Regions from separate parts of the Anas platyrhynchos genome. Here region 1 is linked to region 2. Evidence: chromatin contacts called from public Hi-C data. All regions are on one chromosome and are shown on one strand. Each heading gives the region's core, a stretch centred on a gene start, on an enhancer-like site or on the middle of the called end of the contact. The rest is flanking DNA. Distances are from core to core; before and after follow the strand shown. Region 1 overlaps ABCC4 (ATP binding cassette subfamily C member 4 (PEL blood group)). Region 2 holds the start of DNAJC3 (DnaJ heat shock protein family (Hsp40) member C3).

The links. A called contact is a pair of places that touch in the nucleus more often than the background predicts.
Region 1: a Hi-C map of liver shows a contact between it and region 2, with 4 times the contacts expected there. The contact joins the enhancer-like site here to the promoter of DNAJC3 in region 2. A contact is called at or near these places in 2 of 8 Hi-C or Micro-C datasets (liver and subcutaneous adipose tissue).

The regions. Positions count from the first base shown.
Region 1 is chr1:153,857,987-153,864,278 of IASCAAS_PekinDuck_T2T, forward strand. It overlaps ABCC4 (ATP binding cassette subfamily C member 4 (PEL blood group)), which reads left to right. Exons shown (of 31, transcript XM_027443227.3): 10 at 5,680-5,769; 11 at 6,115-6,292. Among named protein-coding and RNA genes, the nearest start is that of ABCC4, 31 kb to the left of the region's middle. Within about 2 kb of position 1,670, at least 2 of the 8 cell types and tissues checked have an H3K27ac peak or open chromatin away from gene starts, as enhancers often do.
Region 2 is chr1:153,698,910-153,705,674 of IASCAAS_PekinDuck_T2T, forward strand. It overlaps DNAJC3 (DnaJ heat shock protein family (Hsp40) member C3), which reads right to left and starts at 1,858. Exons shown (of 12, transcript XM_027443265.3): 1 at 1,700-1,858. The coding sequence starts at 1,781.

The DNA.
Region 1 (6,292 bases), core at 420-2,919, 160 kb after region 2:
TCATACTGCAGCTTAGATGTTTACATTGGAATTAAGGACAGACAGCACAGTACAGCAGGCCTTAGTGTATGATGTTTTTTGTTGTTTTTTTCTTGTGAACTGAACGCTGACTGGTTCGTTAGTGTAGGAGCAGTACAATATTATACTTCATGTAACAGATTTGAAAGCTTTAGGGACGAATCTCCAAGAACTTGTTACTCTGTGTGTTTTAATTGAGGTTGTTCAGCTGCAAATTGCTCGTTCTTAAAATATGCCAAAGCCACCAAAATGACTAGAAAAGGGACAATACGGAGGTGATACATCTGTTATGTATCCTTTTCTCCAAGAGAGGCAAGTGTTGATTCTGTTTTTTAAAAATACAGTTGTTACGAGAAGCAGCAATTTGTGGTGAGTTGCTGGAGTTATTATGAGCTGCCAGTGTCCTTGCACAAGGGAAGCTTCAGTCTCCATCAGAAATGCTGGAAGCTCTAAAAATGAGTTTTGCATATAAATGTAATGCAAATAAGACATCTCACGGATCTCCCCTTATACACCCTCCTCCCCTCACATGTGCTGTGTCCCAAGGAAGATAAAGTGTGAAAATATATGAGAGGATCCACCTTACAATACTACTCAGCTATAAAACTAAATTGCTACGTTATTATGCTTTACTTTCTCAGAGCTTCTCTGTGACATGAATTCTTTCAGAGACATTGACCAAACTTTTTAATTAAGTGACGTGGAATATTTAATAGTGAATGCAGTCTGGTGCAGGGTGGAATGTATTTCTCAGCCTTTGTTTTCTCCCCAAACCAATATTATACCACTGCTAACAATCTATAGGAAATGGTTGCATAATATGTCCGTAGAACACCTTTGGGTTTTTCAGGAGTTATTTATATTAGGAGAAGTTGAATAGCATGACCGGAATTAACTAGATTCCTTTTGGTTTAAAAAAAGAAAAGAAAACTTAATGTAATTTTCATTTTGATATTTAAGTGAAATGTGCATAGCAGAAGAATAGTTCTCCCGGAACTATACCAGCAGTTCAGAACATTTCTCTTACACGCTTCTACAATAAGGCAAAATAATTTTATGGAGTTGCTGACTGAAAAGATGGGAGAGTTCTGTGAGAGGCAAGTTATGAAAGGAATAATAAAAATATGCTATACTTTGTCAAGTAACCAATTCAGCCTGCTGCTACTGTATCTGGGTTTCTCATGACTCTTTGGCTCTCTGTATAGCAACATCCAAAAGATTGGATTATATTTTTATTTTATTTTTAAAGATTATGAGTCCAAATAGGTACTTAAAAACAAAACAAAACAAAAAAATCCACAACAACCCACAAATCCAAAATCACTGGAAGTAAAAAAGGGATTATTAGATAGAGTTTTAGGAAAACAACTTAACATGGTGTATTACAGTTTATCAAAAGATAAATAAAACCAATTAATTCACGGTCACACTCTTGTTTTACCGAGGCAAGTCTTATCTGAGTTCCACAGGCTGGTCTGATAGCAGCATGGAACTGGGGACTCTTCAATACGGGGTTTTTCCTGACGTGCCTTTAGTTTACAGAACAGTCTGTGTGCTCAGCTGAAAAACTTGAAAATTCAGGAATTTGAACAGAGGCCAAATGTATCCCTTGTAATTTTAGTTGCTCAAATGAAGAGCTTAAGCAGTGTAGTACTTCTGTGTAATAGATCAGCTCTGAAGCCCTTAGATGGGATGAATTACTTCTTTCATTTGGCCGCAGGGTGTGAGGTCTGCCCAGGCTCACTGAAGGAGTTGCTGCTGCTGAAGGGATCAGTCCCGTATCTTTCTGTCCTCCCGCTCTGTGCCCCTGTTCCCTGCCTTGTGTTGGCGATGATGTGTGACCCCATGGTGAGGCTCTTCACAGGGATAAAGCAATGAAACCCTTTTTGTCTGATTTGTTTTCTGACAGCCGAGTCCCGTGAACAACAACACATCTGCAAGGTCAGGCCAGGAGAAGCAGCAGCAGAAGGGAGGTGACAGACGTGTAGCTGACAGGGCGCAGGGGAGCTGGGACATTTGGTGACAATTAGCTGTCAGGTGAACTTAGCTGTAACATCAGTCTGGGCTCTAATTTTAGTGCCTCGCTGCCTAAAAATAGAACAAACTGCCTTTAATTATGGAGTGCTATTTTGCAGAAATACCATGCCCTCATGGCTGTGCTTTTTGCTTGCATTACTGCTTCTCTGTAGGGTCTGTGACATCTTAGAGTACTGCTTTAATATATAATAACTTGGTAATTTAAAAACTTCTATTTTGATGTTTTTCTAACATTATTCGTAGGATCTTACAGTATTTTGTTTTGAAAACCTTGGCATGGGTGGAAGTCCCATTGCTCTCTTGTGAATACAGAAACAACATCAAGAGGTCTGAAGAGGGGCTGTGGAGGGGTGTGTGGAACAGCTTATTTACTTTTCTAAGTACTTTCTTCTAAGTAAAATCGATTTTTCAGATCTATTTATTAAAAGATAATTCCTCATCCTACAAACCTTGCATTAAAAAATGCGTTGGCTGCCACCAGCTAGTGGAATTCTGACCTTACCTCCAGTTCAGTACCTGAACCGTGCCTGTGCGTGCACTCTAGGCTGAGAAAGCACATTCATGGCAAAATGCTGATGGTGTGGAGAAAAAAGAAAAGATCCCTGTTGCTGCCACCTCGTGGGGATAACAGCAGCAACAACAGTAGGTGTGCGGGGTGGCACAGCACACACAGGTTTGGGTTCTTGCTGCGTGACTCTGATTTCATACAGAGAGCTGGCAGCTGTGACGGGATGTGTGCCACTGGGCTCTGAGGACCCTCCTGCTTCACCGAGCATTTCTCCTGGCCTGAGGAGGCACGTGTGTGTCAGTCCAGCTGTCACAGGTGGGATGGATACCGCACCTACGTCTCTCCCAGATCATTTGGAGCAGCTAGTTGCAAGTTTCCCCTTTGGGCAGTCCCAGAGCTGGGTCACCGGGCAGCTTCCTTGCAGGGACAGGTGACAGCCTTCTCAGCCTCCCGCATGTCAGAGGGTGGCTGGAGACTTTAAGCAGCCTGTCAGTAGCTTGGAGGGGCCATTGTGCCCTTCTTCTGAATTTTAGGGCTGGGCTTTAATGTGGTTGTTTAATAGAAATACTAGCAATATCCAGCGCTTTTTTTTTTTTTTTTTTTTAATGCTAGTATTTTGCTGTTTGCATTTTAGTGTCAGTCACGCTTAGGGCAGCCTCAGATGCATGTAAGGGCAAACCCTGTTACAAGGGATTTTTGCTTTAGTGAGGGGGAGCTGCACCAGACCCTTAGCTATGAGGTTTACAGTAGCTATTAAAGACATGAGGATCCTTCCTTTTCATAAGAAATAAAGGGGATGAGGAGGGGGTGCCACCGTCTGTCAATGACCAGCTGCATGGAGCTCCACCTGGGGGTAGATGAGGAGCTGGCAGGATTTGTGTGTCAGGATTAAAGGGAGGGCTGGGACGGGTGATGTTAGAGTGGGGGTCTGCTACAGGACACTCACCAGGAAGACTGAACAAGTGAGATCCTCTACAGACTGATAGGAGCAGCCTCATGTTCTCATAAGCTCTGGTCCTCATAGAGGAGGACTTCAACCACCCTGATATCTGTTGGAGGGACAACACAACAGGGCATAAGCAAACCAGAAAGTTCCTGGAGCGTGTCAGTGTTAACTTCTTTCTCCACATGGTTGAGGAGCAAATGAAAGCAGGTGCTATGCTGGTCATCATCCTAGCCAACAAGAAGGGACAGGTGGGGAATGTGGAGCTCAAGGGCAGCCTTGGCTGCAGTGATAGGTACATCACTGATAAACGAGCAACTGATGTCATCTATCTACCTGGACTTGTGCAAAGGATTTGAAACTGTCCCACGTGACATCCTTGTTTCTAAGTTGGAGAGACATGGATTAGAAGAATGGACCACTCAGTGGATAAGGAATTTTCTGGATGGTCACACTCAAAGAGCTGTGATCAATGGCTGGATGTCCAGGTGGAGACTAGTGACAAGTGGTCTTCCTCAGAAGTCAGTACTGAGGCCTGGTGCTGTTCAACATCTTTGTTGGTGAGCTGGGCAGAGGGATTGAGTGTGCCCTCAGCGGGTTTGCCGGTGACACCAAGCTGAGTGGCGCGGTCAGTAAGCTGGAGGGAAGGGATGCCATCCAGAGGGACCTGGACAGGCTTGAGAGGTGGGCCTGTGTGAGCCTCCTGAGGTTCAACAAGGCCAAGTGCAAGGTCCTGCACCTGGGCTGAGGCAATCCCAAAAATGTATACAGGCTGGGTGATGAGTGGATTGAGAGCAGCCCTCAGGAGAAGGACTTGAGGGTGTTGGTTGATGAGAAGCTCAGTGTGAGCTGGCAATGTGTGCTGGCAGCCCAGAAGGCCAACCAAGTCTTGGGCTGAATGAAAAGCAGCATGGCCAGCAGGTAGAGGGAGGGGATTGTGCCCCTCTGCTCTTGTGAGACCCCACCTGGAGCGCTGCATTCAGTTCTGGGGTCCCCAGCATAAGAAGGACATGGGACATATTAGAGCGAGTCCAGAGGAGGGCCATGAGGATGCTCAGAGGGCTGGAGCACCTCTCCTATGAAGACAGGCTGAGGGAGTTGGGGTTGTTCAGCCTGGAGAAGGCTCTGGGGAGACTTTATAGAGGCCTTCCAGTACCTAAAGGGAACCTTTAAGTAAGCTGGAGGGGGACTCTTTGTCAGGGAGCGTAGTGATAGGACTGGAATAATGGCTTTAAGGTAAAGGAGGGTACGTTTAGACTAGGTATTAGGAAGATATTATTTACTCAGAGGGTGGTGAGGCCCTGGCACAGGCTGCCCAGAGAAGCTGTGGGTGCCCCATCCCTGGAGGTGCTCAAGGCCAGGCTGGATGGGGCTTTGGGCAGCCTGGGCTGGTGGGAGGTGTCCCTGCCCATGGCAGGGGGGGTGGGACTGGGTATCTTTAAAGCCCTTTCTAGCACAGAGCATTCCACGGTTCTATGATTTTTACAATCACACCTTGGTAGGAGAGGTGCAAAATATGTTGAGAAATAAACTCTTATCAGTGGTGTAGCATAAAGGATAGGCATGTTAGTAAGGACTATTGAACAAAGAATTCAAGGTCATGTATTTCCACACAAATACTCCACAGTGTTGTCTGTCAGAGGCCTCCAAGATGCATGAGATGAAGCTGTGTCAAAGCAAATGGTACTTTCCTGTTTTGACTTTGGATGCAGCTTTGAGAGCAAGCACAGACCTAGCTTTCCCAGGCTGTGAGAGAACTTCAAAAACTCTCCTTCTTACAGCTGGTAAGAGGTGGAGCTGGACCTGTGGGGCCAGGTTGGTGAATGCCATGGAGATGTCCAGCTGAGACCTCCTCTTACTGAGGCTGCCATCCCAGCTCTGTGCTGAGCTGCAGCTTGGAGGCGTGGGCTTGGAGGAAGTACTTCTGCTACTGCCTTAAGTTTCCTCATTCCCTGAACTCAGTTTTGTCAATTACTTGCTTAGGGTTAAGGATCAATGCATTTCAGAGGTGTGTGTGAATTACTGAAGAGGTAAGCAGTGTGTCTGAAAATACAGTTGTCATATGGGTTGCTAATTTAGAGTCACTTATGTGCATTGTTCTCTGTTTCTAAAGAGTTATTTTGTTGATGTGTATTTCATACTGAGTAAGTGTGACTTTTTCTTAAATCCACAGAGTTTAGAAACCCCAGCACTTCAGCAACTTTCATTTACTGTTAGACGAGGGGAATTGCTGGCTGTGATTGGGCCTGTAGGAGCTGGAAAAGTAAGTCTTGATGCTTACTCCATTCTGTGGGGTTTTTGAGTCTCTTAAACATGTCTAAAACTTGAAAATGTGAAACTTCTTGTGTATAAAGATACACTTTACATTGAGGTACTGTCATTCAAGGAAAGCAGATGGCCTGTGAGTGGGGAGGAGATGGTTCAAAGTTAACCAGTACTGTGTGTTTTACTTCTAGACAGCATTTAAAGGGTACTAGTGCATTTATACAATTAGAGTGGCTTGAGTGACAGGGTGAAGTAGGCCATCATGACAATAAGTACTTCGTAGTTTCCATGGTGTATTCAATGCAATCAAACTTCACATTTTTTATTTTTGAATCTTTTCCAGTCTTCACTCTTAAGTGCTGTGCTTGGTGAGCTGCCTAAAGACAAAGGTTTGATAAATGTTACTGGAAGAATCGCTTACGTTTCTCAGCAGCCATGGGTGTTTTCTGGTACAGTAAGAAGTAATATACTGTTTGACAAGGAATATGAGAAAGAAAAATATGAAAAAGTTTTAAAAGTCT
Region 2 (6,765 bases), core at 608-3,107:
CTGCTCCGGGCGCTGACACCCTACAGGAAGACAAACAGGTGTAGCCGACCTGTCCTTCCAGTTAAATACACGCACTTCAAACAGCTGAGAGCTTCCTGGTAGGGTTTCTGGCCCTCTAACTCCAGAACTGCTTCACGGTTTTACACTTATCCATACGCTCCTATTTTCTTCCCTGAAGAATTTTCAACTTTTTTTAATTTCATGACCAAGCTGGGTCACAGGACTGTGAAAATAAGACAGTGCACCAGAAACACAAGTTTCACTGTCACGTTCTTCCAAGCAGAAACATGCACGCCACTAAACTTAATCAAAGGGAGCTGAACTTTTATTTTTAAACTGAGTCCAGTGGTTGTTTTGTCACGTGAAGGGGCAGTCCTGCTTTTGGGATGGTTCTGATTAGTATGGCCCTTCTGTAAGTGTGTCAGCATGCTTTGCAGCGATAAGAACGAACAAAGGAAGAAGTGGAGATGCAATCGCAGCTTCAGGGCTGATCAAAAAAGCTCACAAGCGGCCTCAGGGCACAGCAAAACCTTCCCCTCCCCACATCCAGTTGACATATGTCCAATTTCCATCCACGCAGTTTTACTCCCTCAGTTTGCAAACAAAGTTCATAAATAAAACAAAGCTTGGAAACCAAAAAGACAAGAGAAAACTCCTTTCTTCCTCACAAAACTTGGGGAGAAACGAAAAAACCTTCCCAAACTCAGGGCAGAAACATATGGGATAGGAGTGAGGAGGTTACTGGGCTGACAGTAACGAATTGAGCACCACATACTTAAAATCATTTCTTCTTGTTCTCCTTATTACCTTTCCCTCAGGGTGAAGAAGGGAAAGAGGAACAATATTTCCCTATCCTCCCCAGTTGCCTCTTTTTGCCTGTTTGTGTGGGTGAGCAGCCACGAAGGGGAAGCGTTCCCAAGAGGCAGTCTGTGCCAGACGGGAGCTCTTCGGCAGAAGTCAGGGAGTTCAAGGGGAAAGGATTCAGGAAACAGGACAGGAAGGGATGAACTGCAACTTCCCACGACACCACGTATCCCAAAACATTTCTGACTGAACGCGTTTACTGGCCTGAAATAACTCACATCCACAGATATCGACTGTAAGGTACAAAGGTCACGCAGGCTGTCACTGATCCATGAACCAGATGGCACAAGGCAGACTTTTACAAGCAAGGCAGCAAGATGCAAATGGAAACACGAATAATGTTTAAAGTAGCACGAAATCCCTAAACCCCTTCAGTACATTTTCTGGAAAATGAACTCAGGAATTAAAACATGAGTAAAATATAGGTAAATTCGGTAAGTGACGGGTGTTGGTTCCGGGCCTTAATTTAGTACTTCACTCCAGAATATCTCTATTAAGTTGACATGAAGAAGACACACCCCCGTTTAGTAACGTGACTTCAGTTATTCTACAGAGGCACTGACCCGTGCAGTTGAGCCAGGCTGGCACCACCAAACGCAGAGCCCCCAGCCTGTCACAACCGCTGTTTCTCCCCTGACTGTGCCAGAGCAGCCATCCAAGGAGGTAACTCTGAAGGCGCCGCCCGGCCCCGGCGGTTGCATAACGGGGCCTGGGCGCTGCCGGGGCGCACACCCGGCGCCGGGAGGGAGGCGCAGCCAAACCGCCCCGACCCCCTCAGGCAGCGCCGGGGAAGGCCCGGAGGGTCGCTAAGGCCCGGGGGTGAATCGCTGCTCACCGTGGTGCCGCAGGTCGAGGAGCACGATGAGGAAGGGCAGCGCGGGGCCCAGCCGCCCGGCGGAGGCGGCGGCGCACACCATGACCGCCCCACGCCCGCCGCGACACTGCCGGCCGAGCCCCGGCCGCGCGGCTCTTGGTGCTGCGGGGAGGGTCGTGGGCGCCGCTGATTGGCCCGGCGCGGGGCAGCGCCGCCGCCGATTGGCCCGCGAGGCGGAAGCGGCGCCGGGGTGGGGTGGGGAGGTGAGGCCGGTGGTGGCGGCGCGCGTGCGCGCTGGGGGTGGGGCGGCTTATGGCTGGCGGCCGCACGCCCCGGCTGCCCTAATCGCGGCGGCGCATGCGCGGTGAGGCGGAGCGACGCCGCTGCGGGTGGAGGGTTCCCTGACCTGAAATGGCCGCCGCCAGGAGTTCAATAAAGCCCTTCAGTTCCTCTCCCTGCCGCCCCCTCATCGCTCTCTCATGGGGCGGAGGCTTCGTGCCCGTACCCAGCCATAAACACGGAGGCAGCGCCTCTCCTCTTAATTCTAGAGTTCAACCTACCCCTTCTGCCGTTCCTGTGTCACAACCTTATATTATCTTGTTTTTCACTGAGGTGCAGCACAGCCAAAACCATCAGCTTTTGCCCAAACCGCCAGGCATGCCGAAATTATTCAGGGGATTCACCAAACTGCCCCAAAAACGGTGATGTGACCTACCAGAGCGCAGCATTCTCACGCTAAAAGTTCATACGTGACCTATAAACTTGTCATGGTCTTAGCAGAGATAGGGTTAATTTTCTTCATAAAGGCTTGTGTGATGCTGTGTTCTGGATTTTTGATTAAAATAGCAGCAATAACACATATTTTTGGTTGCTGCAGAGCAGTGCTTGGGTAGAGCCAGCTTCTCACACTGCCCTGCCAGCAAGGAGGCTGCGGGTGCACCAGGACAGCCAGGGCAGCTGGCCAGAGGGATGTCCCACAGCGTGTGGTGCCATGCTCAGCAGTAAAAGTTAGGGTACAGGAGGAAGAAGACAGAGGCATTCAGAGCGATGGCCTTTGTCTTGCCAAGAAACTTGATGAGCCCTGCCTTCATGAGCACCTGCCTGCCGATGGGAGGCAGCAAATGGACTCATTTGGCTCTGCTTGTGCACGTGACTTTTGCTTTACCTGTTAAAATGTCTTTTCCTCAACCTATGAATTCTCACAATTTAACCTTTCCAATTGTCTCATCCTCTTGAGAAGGGTGAGTGAGCAACTCTGTGGTGCTGAGCTTCCTGCTGGGGCTAAAGCACAACAGCCGCACACTGAAAGCAAAACCTTTGTAAGACAGGTTGCCATCTAACCAGCATGTGTTTGGAGACGTCTTTTTTTTTTTTTTTTTTTTTTTTTTTTTTTTTTTTCTCATTACTAAAATACATGCATTCTTATTTACCACAGAAAAGCTAATAGTGTGTGTGCATAGACATTTGTTTTAAGTTATCTGCTGTGTATTGTTGAATAAAAACTTCATATTAGGGACATATTATATAATGTTACATGCCATCAATGTTAAAAAAAATAATCATCGTATTCTCATTAGAAGTCTGCCAAGCAAGTAACAACATTGAAGTTCAGAGTCTGATTCAGCAATCACATAAATTTCTTTTTTCTTTCTGCAGGTACATTCACATTACCCTTTTCACCCTACGTGATAAAATTCACAAGAAGGAAGATCTGATCTTAGAAGATCAGAATGAAAAATGAAAAGTCAGTTAGCCCTCTTCAACATTTCGTTCAGAAGATGATGCTTCAAAAGTGTCACCTTGAAATTTGACCTGCAGAAAGTACTCAGAAATAAGAACTCGCAATAATAGAAGTGATAGATGTGAAATGAAGACTTGTGTGTCAGGTACGCCCTACTTCTGTACAGCGTGGTAGGTACACCCTGCTCCTTACTGGGCATATGACTTGTTCAGACTTATAAGCCTCTGTAGGTGTCAGTGTAATCACTCCTTGAACCAGCTCATTAACAATGGAGCCTCAGGAAGAGCTCACTTCAGGAAACAACCCGATAAGGCATCTGAGCTTCACTACGAGTCAATCAGGACTACAATATGACTACGAGTCCATCATGACTACAATATGACTATGATAAAGATCTAATAAATATGAAAGGAAAAGCCATCACGGCATCATTGCTATCTACAGAACGCTGTGAAGTCTGATGCTGTCTCACTCTTCTGTTGAGGGTTGAGAGGGAGGATTGCACAACCTGATTCCTAAACAGATTGGCGGAAGACCTGAATCCTGGAAAATTACTGACCAAAAGCCTTATAATCCTATAAATAGGGATCCCAAACAAGAACTCTTTGAGCACTCCAGGGACCACAGCAGGCTGCACTCTCAATCTCTCCCTGAACTGGGACACTTCTCAGGGTACCCCTGAGGGGATGTGCATCTCAGAGCTGACTCCTTGAGGAACAATCTCATCTGTGGACCAATGCTGACATGGAAGTAGGGTGAGTAATTCACTCTAAGGGGGAGTTTCGGAAGCATGCGACTGGATTTAGAGCTCCCCCCTGGACCCTACACTAAGGCTCGGGTGACCCTTGCCATTCAGGAACCTTTAAGTCACTGTTGCTATTGTAGCAAGTTTCTTTAGATCACCATGTTAACTGACTGATACTTAGATGCTGATTAAGTGCTGTTAAAATCTTATGATCTAACCTTGTTATTTGCTGTAGAGATATATAATAAATCCTTAACTGCTGCAACATCAGAGTTGTGTAAAATCTAATTCTGCAACATGACGTTCTGAAGATGTCAGCATGAGGAAGAACATGACAACCCTAGCACTATGGGTAAGATGAAATAAAAAGGCTGAAACTGAAGAATATAATCACTGTTACATTATTTTACCTGAGAGGGGGGAAAAAAAAAAAAAAAAAAAAAAAAAAAAAAAAAAAAGTATTAGATCAAAGCCAGATAAAATGAATATGACAGGGCAATTTATACTTCCAGCCCCCTAAGATAACAATATATAATATCAAGGGTGAATGCCTACTCAACAGGCCCTTAATGTTAAATGAGATACGGAAAAAAAAAAAAAAAAAAAGAAATCTGGAGAAAACTCTGTACTTTATACTAGGATTCCAGGCATGAAGGTTCAAGCATCAAGTCCCTTAAAGCAAGATGAAAGTATGATGATGAATGTATTGAATGTGATTTTAAGTAGATGCTTGACAAGTATATATTTGAAGGTCAATATTTCAGGCTGACATAGTAATGTAAAGAACGGTGTATAACACTACAAAGTAACATGCTCAAAGGGAAAGCATTGTTCATTGTCCCTCTGTGATAGAAATGTTGTCAGGTACACAGATGCCAACACAGTAATTCTTGAAAGAGACTGCAAACCATGAAGGTGCATTCTTGATGATCATCCGCCCCAAAACATATATAATTTCAATACTAAGTATAAGCTTGGAAGAAAAAAGTTCTACACATATTCTGGTGAGCAATTTCAGAAGCAGACAAGATGCAGAGAAGGAGAAAGACTTTGAAATCACAAATGTGTATGACATGCCAACATTATTTTTTTGAATTTCAAAAATAGAAAAGCAACGCAGCTGTAATGCAATAAGTACTTCAAAAGGATTAATCAGAATTAGGCTCGTGCCAGAAACATGTTTCTTCCTCAGTCCTGAGTTTTGGAGGGAATGAGTGGATGGAGAAGATTACACCACGTTCAGACAGAAAGCCAAGGAATTTTCCTGGAGTTGCTGCTGGTGATACATGTGGTAACAGCAGAGGGCGTCCATTAGCAAGGAATGACTTTTTATGCTCTTCATCGCTTCTTAAAGGGATTGGTGAACTCAATGTGGGGACTAACATATATATGGTGGATATTGTTAAGGCTTTATTAACTGAGAAACCTGCATATATATATATAAATATATACATAAAAGGCCCTATGTATGTGTATATATATGTATATATTGTATATATATATACACAGGAAAGACAATAACAGTGGGAAGTCTGGATTAGACACAACAGCACACAAGGTACTGGAGGGACCCTGCTCATTATCAATAGGTTTGGCGACAGGTTTTAATTAATAATCGTGTTTCCAGAAACACTTAATCAAATAAAAACATTGCCTGATGTAGGCAAAGAAGCAGTACAGCAGACTATTATGCTATGTGCACAGTCTAGCATGCAAATATAGGAGGAGGTGAGAGGGGATGGTAACTGAGATGCTGTTTTCAGGGCTTCTTGTAAGAGAAGACCTCTCAGACCTTACACCTTATTTTTTGTCTCATCTTTCTACATCCCCGTCAGCAATTTAGCTGTGTTGGAGCTAAACAGAATAGCACTGTACATCTATTTGAGCAGTTCTTTTTACATTTGGATTAGTATTTAAAAGAGGTGGCTTTAGAGAAATGCATTATTTATGGGCTCCTTTTGCAGTAAATGGAAGCAGAAGGGCTCCTACAGGCTGTGGTTCAGGATGAGCACTTAATTTAAGTTCTTTAAAATTGTACTTGGAAAAAACTTATCTTCATCCATAGACTTGAAAGGGGACGCGAGGGACCATTAGGGTAAGGTTAGCCTCTGTTAATGCTTTCCCCTCCATGCTGCCCTAACGAAATTCCACAAATATGTTTTTGTCCCATCTGTGATGGGAGAACCATTAGAACTGCTTGTTCCAAGGCTGAGCTACAACCTTGTGTTAGAAGCTCTGTAAATGTACTAGTTACTACCTGCTGCTATAAATATGCTTTATGTAGGCCTTGAGTCTGCTTTATTCACTAAGCTATATTGCTATGGTTAATTATCAACAGGGGTGTAGGACAGAAGTTGAAAAAGGGGAATTAGACATCAGTGCTTCCTTACAGTTAAATTTATTTTAAATGTATTTTAATCAGGGGAATTATAGTATGTCTGTAATTTTACTTACTAGCTATGGTAGCAACAGCAAACTCCAAACATCTCCTAACGTAGTCACTGCCTCCTGCCTAACTTAACCTTCTCGTGTTAAACAGGGAAGGGGATAATAGTAACCCCACATTACACTTTACCTTGACATCTTTGTTTCCCACTCAGA